Linked DNA regions of Mus musculus: region 1 is linked to region 2. Evidence: chromatin contacts called from public promoter capture Hi-C data. All regions are on one chromosome and are shown on one strand. Each heading gives the region's core, a stretch centred on a gene start, on an enhancer-like site or on the middle of the called end of the contact. The rest is flanking DNA. Distances are from core to core; before and after follow the strand shown.

The links. Promoter capture Hi-C pulls out the DNA fragments that hold promoters and counts their contacts.
Region 1: a contact with region 2 is called in a promoter capture Hi-C map of the HPC-7 cell line, with 5 times the contacts expected there. The contact joins the promoter of Optc here to the enhancer-like site in region 2. A contact is called at or near these places in 23 of 39 promoter capture datasets (the 3T3-L1 cell line, 3T3-L1-derived adipocytes, the C10 cell line and 15 more), 5 of 15 datasets of contacts at CTCF or cohesin (CD8 T cells, the G1E-ER4 cell line, embryonic stem cells and 2 more), 85 of 484 Hi-C or Micro-C datasets (the AML12 cell line, B cells, the C2C12 cell line and 49 more), 27 of 115 datasets of contacts at active chromatin or transcription factors (the 230-238 cell line, CD8 T cells, DN3 thymocytes and 19 more) and 4 of 9 other capture datasets (adipose tissue, embryonic stem cells, liver and 1 more).

The regions. Positions count from the first base shown.
Region 1 is chr1:133,902,435-133,908,439 of GRCm38.p6, forward strand. It overlaps Optc (opticin), which reads right to left and starts at 4,739. Exons shown (of 7, transcript NM_054076.3): 1 at 4,497-4,739; 2 at 2,543-2,822; 3 at 1,216-1,348. The coding sequence starts at 4,600.
Region 2 is chr1:133,790,984-133,796,821 of GRCm38.p6, forward strand. It overlaps a transcript of Atp2b4 not described here. Among named protein-coding and RNA genes, the nearest start is that of Atp2b4, 40 kb to the left of the region's middle. Within about 2 kb of position 2,563, at least 12 of the 459 cell types and tissues checked have an H3K27ac peak or open chromatin away from gene starts, as enhancers often do. A contact at or near this core is called in the C2C12 cell line and the HPC-7 cell line, where this site is marked.

The DNA of each region.
Region 1 (6,005 bases), core at 3,489-5,988, 110 kb after region 2:
TGGCTCTTTCTAGGACCTCTGTCTATCTCTTTTCCAGAGGACTCTTCTCTAGTGTCAAAAGGTACAGTGTAGATGGAAAAAGCTAGAATTATATGGAGTGGTCAATCGTTGCTGTCTCTGTCTTTGGAAGAGGAGCTGGCCATGTTCTATGTGGATTCAGGAAGCATAGCAGAGCTAAGGTAGAACGGACCGTGCCTGCTTAGCATCTGTTCCCTCTTGGGATGTCATCAGTATCCTGATTTTACACTGGAGAACAGCCCTGGCCTCTTCTCTGTCCCGAGTGCTCTCTCTGCACCCAATGGTCAAGAAATTCAGACAGCTGACCAATGTTAGTGTCCCTGGCTATCACAAGAGCTCAGAGATGACTTAGAGGGAGGCTTGTATCCAAAAGGCACCAGAAGAAAGTTCACAGTCCAGAAAATGAAGCAGCAGGAGGGACAAGCCAGGGCAGGGGACCGAGGCTCTGTGCCCTTCTTCTTCCAAGGCTAAGAAAGGCAGGTGTGACTGAGACCCTTTATGGTCTCTTCAGGTCTGAGACTATAGCTATGAGAATGGACTTCCCATGGCCATCCCCACTTCAGTAGCCCAGGTCCATGCTGGCGAATATCCTAGAGGAGAACAGGACACCGAGCACCAGCAATTCCTGAATAAGCTTCATTCCTCCTGGGTCCCAGGCTTTTGATCAGAGTCAGGGGTGCTGCATCCCAGTCTCAAGGGAAGGAGGAAGGCATTGGGGGAGGGGCTGAGGGGTGCTAACAAGGGGGAATTTGAAACTGAAGCTAGTGTCTCTGCTTCATTTGCTCCCATGCCAAGTGACAGCCACAGTTACTTATTCTCCTCTCTAGGCTTTTAATCATCTCTAATCTAATTACCACTCAAACTGTTCCCCCAAGTGATGCTGTTAATTAAGGTAGGGTGGCTTCGCTAAGGTGTAGGAGTGCTTGCTTGCTTGCTTTGCGTCCCACTCAACTTGTGCATAATATTTATACAAAAGTATCAGGGACAGCCGGCCACTCCCCCTTTATGGTGGTGGTGCTTGGTTTTACCATGACAACCTCTCCTTCTTTTCCTGCTCTCAGAAGACAACCCAGACCCAGGACCCCCTGGCCTTAGCCCTCACCACACCCCACTGTAGAACTGCCTGGTGCTAGCTTAAGGTTGCTTGGCCCATGCGTGACCTATGAATACTGTGATCTTCTGATTGCACGCACTTACCATGACTGCTCTGGGAGTTTAGTAGGCCAGTGGTGGTAGGTACGGCCATCGTGAGGTTTGGTGACAATGTCTTCTGAGCCACAGTGCTAGTGGGACTAGTTCTTGTTGGAAGAGTCAGATTGCTTATTTTAGCCTGGAGATACAGCACAAAGCACACCACAGACCGGTCTATGCCTGAGAAGGACTTAACCATGACCCCTGGAAACCTCAATTACCCAGTTTAAACTCTTGCAGAGGAATAAGTGGAGGGAGGGAGATATAAAGATGGAGCAAGGAAGGGGCCTTATCGAGCAGAGCATTGAGCGACTCCATACACAGATGAAGACATTAAGGTCAAAAGAGGAAGGGGGCTCAGAAGTTCCCAACATAGAGCTGAAGTCTGGATCTCTGGTCATCCAGGCTGGTGTTCATTCCGTCCTCTCCATTGTATAGGTTGGCACTACTCCCTTTCTCTACCCAGACCCTTGTCACATCGCAGATGGACCATGCCACACATAGTTAGTCTCTGCAGAGGACAGGAGATCTGGGAGGACTTCAGACTGGAAGACAGACTACAAGTTCACAAGCTAGCATTTCCCTTTTTTTAGGGAGAACATGGAGACACTGCTGACCCTCACCCCATGTCGTGGCTCATGGGGAGGACCCCATGAGGACTCCTCCTGGGAGTGGTCCTACCAAGTGTGCCACATGGAGTAAGATATCGGTGGCTAGTGTCCTCTCTTGTAGTGGCCTGTAAGTGACAAGTTCCTCAGGAGGGATAAGAATTTGTACCTTATGCCTGCCTGGGAAGATAGCACTGTTGTAATGCAGTTGCTTTGTGAGAGGAGGGCATGAGTTTGGTCCCCAGAATTCACTATAGTTTGCTTTGCCATGGTCTTTGATTAAGGCTCATAATCTTGGAGATGGGGAGGCTCATTGGCCGGCTAGCCTAGCCTTCTTGACAAGCTCCAGGCCAGTGAGAGGCACTGCCTTCAACAAAGTGAGATGACTAGCTCCAGGGAAAGATCTAAGGTTGTCTGTCCTCTTTCTTTCCTGAACATGCACATGTATAACACACCCACACACAGACACACACACATACACACAGGCACACACACATACACACCCACACCCACAGACAGACAGACACACACACAGAGACACACACACATACACACAGGCACACATACACACACACACACACGCGCGCACACACGCACACGCAAACGCAAATTAATATCATATAGTAAAAGTGTTGGGAGAGGTTTGTATTATAGGGCAGGTGAAAAGGGATCTGGTCCCTAATCCCGTTTCTTGCAGGGATTCCAAATCATCTCTGTCCCCTCACCTCAGGGATCTGGTCTCCATAGTCTGCCAGTTCTTCATAGTTGCTGAGATCAATGACCTCGTTGTAGTCCTCTATGCTCAGGGTATGGTTCCCCACATACAGGGACGCGTAAGTGTCACCTTCCTCAGGGCTCTGCTCTTCTCTTTCTCTCTCCCCTAGGAGAGAAGCTGTCTCTGCCTTCTGCAGCACCAAGCTCAACAGACTCAGGAAAGCCAGGAACTTCATGAGGTTCTGAGGGAGGGGTAGGAGTGGGAATGGCTGAATCCCTCTGAGGTACATCCTGTGGGTAGAGGGCAGAAGGGCCGTTATTTTAGCTTGGCTTGTAAGAATGGCTCACCAAGTTAGGCAGCCTCCAACCTGCATACTTGCTCACTCTTGCCCTCTGACACACAAGCTCACTCAGCATCCTCATCTCACACTCTTTAAAGTCCGGTCTGTATCTGGAGGTATCTTTAGCCATCATTCCCACTGCGCCTCACAGTGTGGTGATCCATCACTCGGGCTCCTGTGGACAGCTTCCACAGGCTGGCTTACTCATTTCACCACAGACGTGCATACCAGAGTCCCATGTTTACTCACCTGCTGGGCACTGGTGCATTTGCACCAATATTCTCTAAGAAACAACCACATATTCAGGAGAAACCCCCCCCCCTCTCATCAAAACAAAAAACAAAACAAAACAAAAACAGTAGCAGCAATAACAACAACAAAATAGCCTTAGAAAAACTACATTAAAGAGACTTTTGGCTGGGCATGGTAGCGCATTCCTTTGATCCCAGTACTTGGGAGGCAGAGGCGGGCAGAATTCTGAATTCGAGGCCAGCCTGGTCTACAAAGTGAGTTCCAGGACAGCCAGGGCTATACAGAGAAACCCTGTCTCAAAAAAACGAGAGAGAGAGAGAGAGAGAGAGAGAGAGAGAGAGAGAGAGAGAGAGAGACTTTTGTTTCCTTTTTTCTTTTTCTTTTTTTTTGTGAGATAGGCTCTCATGTACCCTAGGTTGGCTTCAAACTTATGTAGTGGAGAAGGACTTTGAACTTTTGATCCTCCTGCCTCTACCTCCCATGGGCTGGGATTACAGGTGTGCACTATCATGCCTGGTGTATGAAATGCTGGGTATCTAGCACAGAGCTTCAAGCATGTTAGACAAGCCTGCTACCGACTGAGCTCTCTCCCTAACCCTACTTGTGGCTACTCTAAGGCCACTCGGTCCTTCAGTCACTTAAACATCCATGGGACGTTTATTAAGTTGTAGTCCCCGGATATTCCTCTCTCTGGAGGTGCAGAAAGGAATGAGGTCCAGTCCTTTGTAGGAACAACCAGTCACTTTGGAGACAAAGTCTTAGAACTTAACATACAATGTAAAAGAAGGACGTTGGCTGGTAACATCGCCTTAGAAATGCAGCATTTTAGAAACACGTTGTGGAAAGCAGAGGGTTGGTATGAGGTTCTGCAGTGTTTTGCCATCAGAAAGCTCGGCAGCTATCTGTATACATATGTGTCTGCACTTGGGTTCCTGGGAGGACATGGTGTGCAGGCGTATGAGCACAGACGTCGTCTGCAGGTCACTCACATCTGTGCAGGCAGGTGGAGGGCTGAGTGTGCTGTGGATACGGAAGTGCCTGCAGCATCGTAGCCATCCATCTGCAGCTGATTACACAGCCCTCCCAAAGCCGCCTGCGCAGGTTTCTTCCTAATCTCAGCCGGGCTGAATGGTAAGTCCCCAGCAGTAGTAAGAGGTCGTATCTCTCTGTTCCCTATTCCCACTCCAAACTGAAATCTATGCTCTTCAAGACCACCCCCAAGGCAGTTTACTGACCACCCGGAAGCCCCTCGCAGCTTCTTTGATCAGAGCCTTGTACTCTTGCCATTCTCTGCCCAGTTCCTGCCACAGCCCCGACTCCATCCCTTTGCTTTTGTGCCAGTGGGCATGAGGCCTCCAACCTTGGACCTTACCTTTTAGATGCTTTTGGTTCCGTCTGGCTCAGCAGCTTCCAGGGAGCTTCTGGTGGAGATGATGACTGCCTGTCAGAGCAGGGGACAGCTAGACACCCCCTCATCTATTGGCCAGGGAGAGGACGAGTGGTTGGCCAGGGATGCATGTGTCTAATTAGATTCCCCATTCTTTCAAGTGCCCTGCTGTTTCCCTTCCTTTTTCCTCAGGGGTCCCTAATCTCATTTCTTCACTTAATGAACAGGAATTCTTTGTGTGGGGGTGAACACACACACACACACACACACACACACACACACACACTCATGGCCGCTACACCTTCTTCTCTGATCTTTGAGGGTTGGTCAGTTAGATTCCAGAAGACTCATCCAAGCTGAGGTTTCTTGGATGGATGGAGCTTGCTGTCCCTGTCCCCATCCCCATCCCCCACCCCACCCCACCTCCACTCCCTCAGAAATAACGACACTGGACTTCATAGATGGAATCCAAAGAAAAAAAGAGCTTGAACTGGGGCACCCCACTCAGCCCTATCCCTAGAGCACTGTGGTGGTACAGCAGGAGACAGGGAGTCGGGTAAGATGTAAAGACTAACTTCAAGCTCACAAGCAGTGGTCACCAACAACAAGACAGGAAGTTCTCTAACTCCCGTAGGAAGAAAGGACAAGGACAGGAGTGGGACATTGGCTTACAAACACCCAAGACATTGTCATTGTGCATAGCCTCTGGCCTGGAACCTAACACTTCTCTCCCAACTCTGACTTTCCATGGGCCCCATCTTTCTTTGGGATGTGCCTCAGATATCCCCAGAAGAGGGTAGGGGCTGGCGAATGTCATCCGGATTCCGCTGCCCAGGCTCTTCTCAGATGCTCTCCACCCCCTCCTCCTTTCCTCTGGTCACACCCTGAATCCCAGCAGGGAGGCCCTCTGAAGACCACCGATACAGGACGAAACAGAGGGCAAAAGAGAAACGATTGGTCCAAGGTCACCCAGGCCTAGCCGAGCACTACATTTTGAGTGTTAGATTCTGAGTTCACAAGGCTCACCTTCTTACAACTTCATCTCAGGAATCCTGAGAACACAGTGACTCTACCCTCAGAACAGATGGCCTTAGCAGAACCCACCCCCAGCTTGCGATGCCAGGTGAGTGGGCAGACCTAATAGACCCCGAGGACTCCTCAGCTGCTGTGGGAAGGGGATTCCGGCAGCCAGAAGAGGCCGCCTGCCAGAACAAGGCTGTTTTGTCTCGGAGATCCCCCATCTGGGAACTGACAGCTTCAGAAACTCGGCTGGGTGGAAGGAGATAAAAGTCACAAGCCAAGAGGACGCCCTCGAAGCAGATGGCACATTTGGCTGGCCCTACCCCTTCATTCTGTTCTTCCAGAGACCCTCGGGCCCCACAGACAGCCGAGACCGTGGCCCCCTCCCAACTCCACGCAATTTATCCCTACAAGGAATATAGATGAGACTGTTCATTCATTTCCCCCTGCCACCTGCTCTCACACTTCTCCCTG
Region 2 (5,838 bases), core at 1,313-3,812:
AAGAGCAGCCCCAGAAACTGCATCTCTCCAGAGCCAGGACCAGGCTAGAGAGGTGGGGGTGGCCTCGCTGTGATCTGGGCCATTGCCAGTGCAACCAAGTATAATGTCCCCAGCAAGGGAACATGTGGAAGGCCCTGCTTAGTGTTTAGGGTTTCATTGCTGTGAAGGGACAACATGATCAAGGCAACTCTTACAAAGCTCTTATAAAGGAAACCACTTCATCGGGGCTGGCTTACAGTTTTGGAGATTCAGTCCATTCTCATGACGACATGCAGGCAGATATGGAGGTGAAGGAGCCACAAGTTTTATGTCTTGATCCACAGGCAGCAGGCTCTGATTCCACTCTGGGCAGAGCTTGAGCATGAGTGTGTGCATGTGCGTGTGTGTGTGTGTGTGTGTGTGTGTATGAGGTCTCAAAGTCCGTCTACACAGTGACACACTTCTTCCAACAAGGCCATACCTACTCCGACAAGGCCATACTTCCCAATAGTGCCATTCCCTATGGGTCAAGCATTCAAACACATAAACCTATAGGTCATACCTATTCCAATCACCACACTTAGGCCAGGCACCAAGGCTCTGAGCAGGCAAAACAGGTTCCCTTATTAGACAGAATCACCTTATTAGAGGGTGTGAAGGGGTCAGAAGAGGTCAGCAATAACTTTGGGGCTGTAGGCATATTCCCCCTCTTACAACCTGTGACCTCCTCAAATGGTGAAGCCCCCCAGTTCCTAGGCTTTCTCTAAGCCAAGGCACGGTGTCATCAGGCCTCCATCGCACTGCTCAGCCCACTAGCCTACTCACTGGACACAGAAGTGAGGGAGGTAAGGGAAGTGACTATGTGGGAAGACCCCTCTGGGTGCTTAGGAAAGATGGAGGAAGGAGGCTAGGAATCTGGGAGCCCTTTCTGGGACTCAAAGTCTCTCTCTATCTTAGACTGTTAAGTATATCCAACCTGAAATAATGAAGGAGGAGGAGGAGGAGAAGGAAGAGGAGGAGGAGGGGGAGGGGAGTGGAAGGAGAAGGAGGATGACGCCAACTACGACAACAACAACAACAATAACAACAAACCAACCACAAACCATACAACAACCAACTACAGACACTTCACTTGGAGTCAGCAATTGGTTTTGCCTTGTTTTCTTGTTGGAGTGAGGGTAGACTGAGGGTCCTGCATGTACTAAGGAAGGAGGATTTACCGACTTTTACCATCGTTTTCTCCTTTGGGGTGTATGTGCACGTGCACACACACATTTGTGCTGAACCACTTGAAAATGACATAAAACTACGTTGCCTTAAATATTTGTGCATAAAAAAGATACTATGGCATAAAGCCATATGGTCACTTTTACATCTAAAAATGTAATAGTAATTGCATATCACTTAATATCCAGACTAAAATATCTCCAATTGTCCCAAGATGGCTTTGCAATATATACCCCTCCCCATACAATTGAAATTTATACATTGGGGCTAGGGACATGGTTCAAGGAGTAAGAGTACCGGGTGGTCTTACAGAAGACCTGAGTTTGATTCCCAGCACCCGCACAGTGGCTCACAGCTGCCTGTCACTCTGGTTTTAGGGGATCAGATACCCTCTTGTGACCTCCACAGGAACAAAGCAAACACACGATGAACACACACACATGCAAGTCTAAGCATCCATCCACTTAAAGTGAGTAAAGATAGAAAATTAATAAGAAGCGATTTATACATTGGGCCAGTGAGATGGCTCAGTGGGTAAGGGCACTTGATACCAAATGATCAGAGTCTGAGCCCTGATACCCATGTGGTATAAGGAGAAAAAGAACTCCCACAGCTTGCCCTCCGACCTCCACACACATGCAGAGAGTACACACTTCAGAGCACACATACACACAGATACTAAATTTTTAAAAATGTAAAAAAATATATAAAATGAAAGGTCATACATTACTTATGACTCGACTGTCTCTTTGGTTTCTTTCATTTTCTTATTTTAAAAGATTTGTGTTTTTAAAAAATTCTTGTGTATGTATGTGTACCTGTGTGAGTTCATGTGTGCCACACGCATATGAGTGCCCAGAGGCCAGAGGTGTTACCCTGGTACTGAGGTTACAGGAGGTTGTAAGCCCTATGGCATGGCTGTAGGGAACTGAACCTAGCCCCTTTACAGGAGCAGGGAGCGGTAAGTACTCAGAACCAACTAACCACACCTCCAGCTTTTCTTTGTTTTCTTTTAATGGAAACTGGGTTTTACCTTCATCCTTTTCCTCTGTAGCAACAATGATCTTTTCGTTTACTTTCTTATTTTGTGTGTGGGCAGCCAGGACAGCTTCAAGAAGTGGGTCTCTTCTCCCACCTATTTATCCGCAAACACCCTTTACTTCTGAGCCATCTTGTCAGCCCCCAGCCCCCAATTTTTATATATTACTGACTCCCCCCCTTTTGAGCCCAGGCTGTTGATTTGCATGTCCCCCCTTTCGATGTCTTAGTCATCTCTTTGAAACTAGATCTGGCTAACCGGTTTTGACTAGACCACAGACTGTGGTAGAAATTCCTCTTGGAAGGCTTGGGGAAGTTTTCCCTTCTGGCAGGAGGGGGTTCCTGTCACTGTGAATGCTTGATTCCTTACTAAGGTGACAAGGATATGGTCTTGCTAAAGATAGATTTTCTTCCCTCAGGTGAAGAGCAGTCTGTAAGGAGAGCTACTGTGCTATGGACTGAATGCTTCTGGGTCCTGTCCCCCAAATTCACAGAAGTTAAATCCTGAAAGTGCTGAAATGAGCCCTCTGGAGGGCAGGAGCCTGGTGAATAGGGTAAGTGTCCTAAGAGGCACAGGAGAGTGCCAAGGTCTCTGTCCCCGCCCTTCTCCTGAGGATAGAGAAGTCAGTGGCCTAATCAGGAAGTGGCCCTTGTCTGACTCCAGGTTTGCTATTGTCTGATCTCAGATTTCTGAAAGTCAGAAATGTGAAAAAGCAATTTCTGTGAAGCCAGTCACTCTGCAATGCATGCTGGGACCAACCTTTTATCTCATCATATGAGCCCCTCCCTGCTTAATAATTTTATCATCTATTAATGAGCCTGGTCTGAATCAGCTTATTGTTGGGGAAAATTCTGAAGGAAAGGGCAGGTTAGGAGTTATTGGCCAAGAGATACAAAGTTAGAAGAAATAAGTCTTTGTTATCTGTTGTCTAGTGTGGAGATTATAGTTAATTATAAGATATACTTCAAAACTGCTGAGAGAATAGAGTTTAAGTGCTCATACCTCAACATTGAAAAGACAAGTATGTGGCCCTGGACATGTTAATCATCTTAATTTACTCATTCCATAGTATATATCAACATATCACATTGTTTCTTCCATATATACTTATTTTTCAATTAAAGAAATCTAACTTAAAGGCTGGCATGGTGACAGATAATTTTAATCCCAGCACTCAGGAAGCAGAGGCAGGTAGATGTCTGTGAATTTGAGGTCTACATAGTGAGCTCCAAATTAGCCAGGGCTATAAAGTGAGACCTTATTTTAAAAAAAAAAAAATCAAATGTGAACAATTTTGTTCAGACTGGCCTTGAACTTACCACCCGTGGTGGTGTGAGTAGGAATGACCTCTATAGACTCATATGTTTGAATGCTTGGTCCCCAGGAAATGGCACTATTAGAAGGTGTGGCCTTCTTGAAAAAAGTGGGGGGGGGGGGGCTTTGAGATCTTAGAGGCTTAAGCCAGGCCCAATGTGGCTGTCTCTTCCTGCTGCCTACTGAGCAGATGTAATACTCCCAGCTCTTTCTCCAGTACCGTGCCTGCTGCCTGCTTCCATGTTTCCTGCCATGAGGATAATGGACTGAACGTCTGATCTGTAAGCCAGCCCCAATGAAATGTTTTCCATTATAAGAGCTGCTGTGGCCATGGTGTCTATTCACAGCAATAGAAACCCTAACTAAGACACTAGCCTAAGTGTGTCTCACAAGTAACTGAGATTGTAGGCATCCGCTACTATGCCCAGCTAAATAGATAAATAAGCTTTTGAAAGCAAGTGTATTTATTGTGCCATAAGGGATTGAACCAGGGCCTGCCTGGTATATCCTAGGCAAGCACTTTACCATTAAGCTAAATTCCAACCGTTTTTTACATTTTTATTTGTAGACAAGGCCTTTCTATCTTACCGGACAGGCCTTCAACTTGTGATCCTCCTGCCTTGTCCAGTCTCAGACTTGATAACAGTCAAGTGATGCTGGCTTCTAATAGGGGAAGTGGTACCTAGAGATAAAAATCCAGGGGCTGATGAGATGGTTCAGCAGGTGAGGGCGCTTGCTGTTGAATCCTATCCTTGGACTCTACAATGTTGTTCTCTGACCACGCCCTCAGGTATGCACCCTCGCCACGCACATCTTGTACACACATATGCATGCAAGAAAAATACACAAGTAAGTAAAAATCCAGGCACTGGATGTTGTTTTGGTTTTAAATGCAGACAAAGAAGCAAGGAATCCCGCGCTTCCTCCCCTTCTCCATCACGTTCTTCTCTGTCTCTTTCCACACTCAGAACTTGCTGTTTAGACAACTAAGTTCCGGGCATAGATCCTCATCTGCCCTTTTGCAAATGGAGAAGAAGTCTCACTCCCATCCTGTCACCTCATCTGCCTCCTATAGGAAACCATTTATTCTTTCTGATTTATTATTTGGGTACATGTGTATATACCCAAATATACACATATGCACACACACACACACACACACACACACCTTTCTCTTTTTTGAGACAAGGTTTTCCTATGTATCTCAGGCTGGCCTCTAATTCACAGCACTCCTCTTGCCTTAAGCTTGCAAGGTCTGGGACTATAAGCGTACACCACCATATCCAGCTTTAGTTACATTCTTATGAATGGGTAGAAAGATGGTTCCATTACAAATGCACCTCGACTCACCTTACACACACATCTTCCCTTATTTGTGGACAAGCATCTTTGGGATAAGACTCGGGCTCCGTGTAAATGCATGTGTAGCCTGTTGGATATTGCCAGCATCCCCTGTCGGAGTTGTACTGCTTTGCACTCCTGACACAGAGTCTACAAATGAGCCAGACCTCACAGTGAGTGCCCTGAGCTGAGCACTGGGAGCCCAGCCAGAGTCCGGGACCTGTCTAGCAGCAAGCACACCTTCTCAGCCCCAGGGCGTGCCCTGGGCAATGGCAGGAAGGCAGGAAGAGGATGGCTTCAAGGATGCCATTCCAGGCCATTTTCCCAAACTGTGTATGAAACTTTCCCAAATTCACGTGTGAAACTTGGTAAACCAGGAGAAAAGGGAGGAGTGAACGAGCCGGTGGTGGGAGAGAGGGCAGAACCCAGGTCCTCGGTTCTCAGCCCCCTTTTCCTCAGTTCTCTCTCTCTCTCCCTGCTCCACACTGACCAACAGACACTTCCCTGAGCAGAAGCCATTGGCTCTGACTCTAAGTAGGTCCATTCCTGCTTTTACACGTGCAAAAGAAATAAGTCAGTGGAACAAGAGCAGCTCGTGGTAGGAAAAGAGGAGTCAAAGAGATGCTGGGAGAGGAAACAGAGTATAAGACATTCCACACAGCTCTCCTGGACTCTAACCCCAGGGCACGCTCACTTGTATGCCCTGAGAAATGGGGAAACGATTTAGTCATTATGGAAAACATCACTCAGGTTCCTCAAGCTGGAGTTGAGCACTTGCTTGGCATGCAAGAGGCCATAGGTTCGATTCCCAGCACCGCACAAACAGAATTAGAAATGGAACCGCCATGCGACCCAGCAATCGCACTGCTAGGTATGCATGTGAAGGAAACGAAATCAACACAGAGACATCTGCCGGCTCTGTCTATTGCAGCACCATT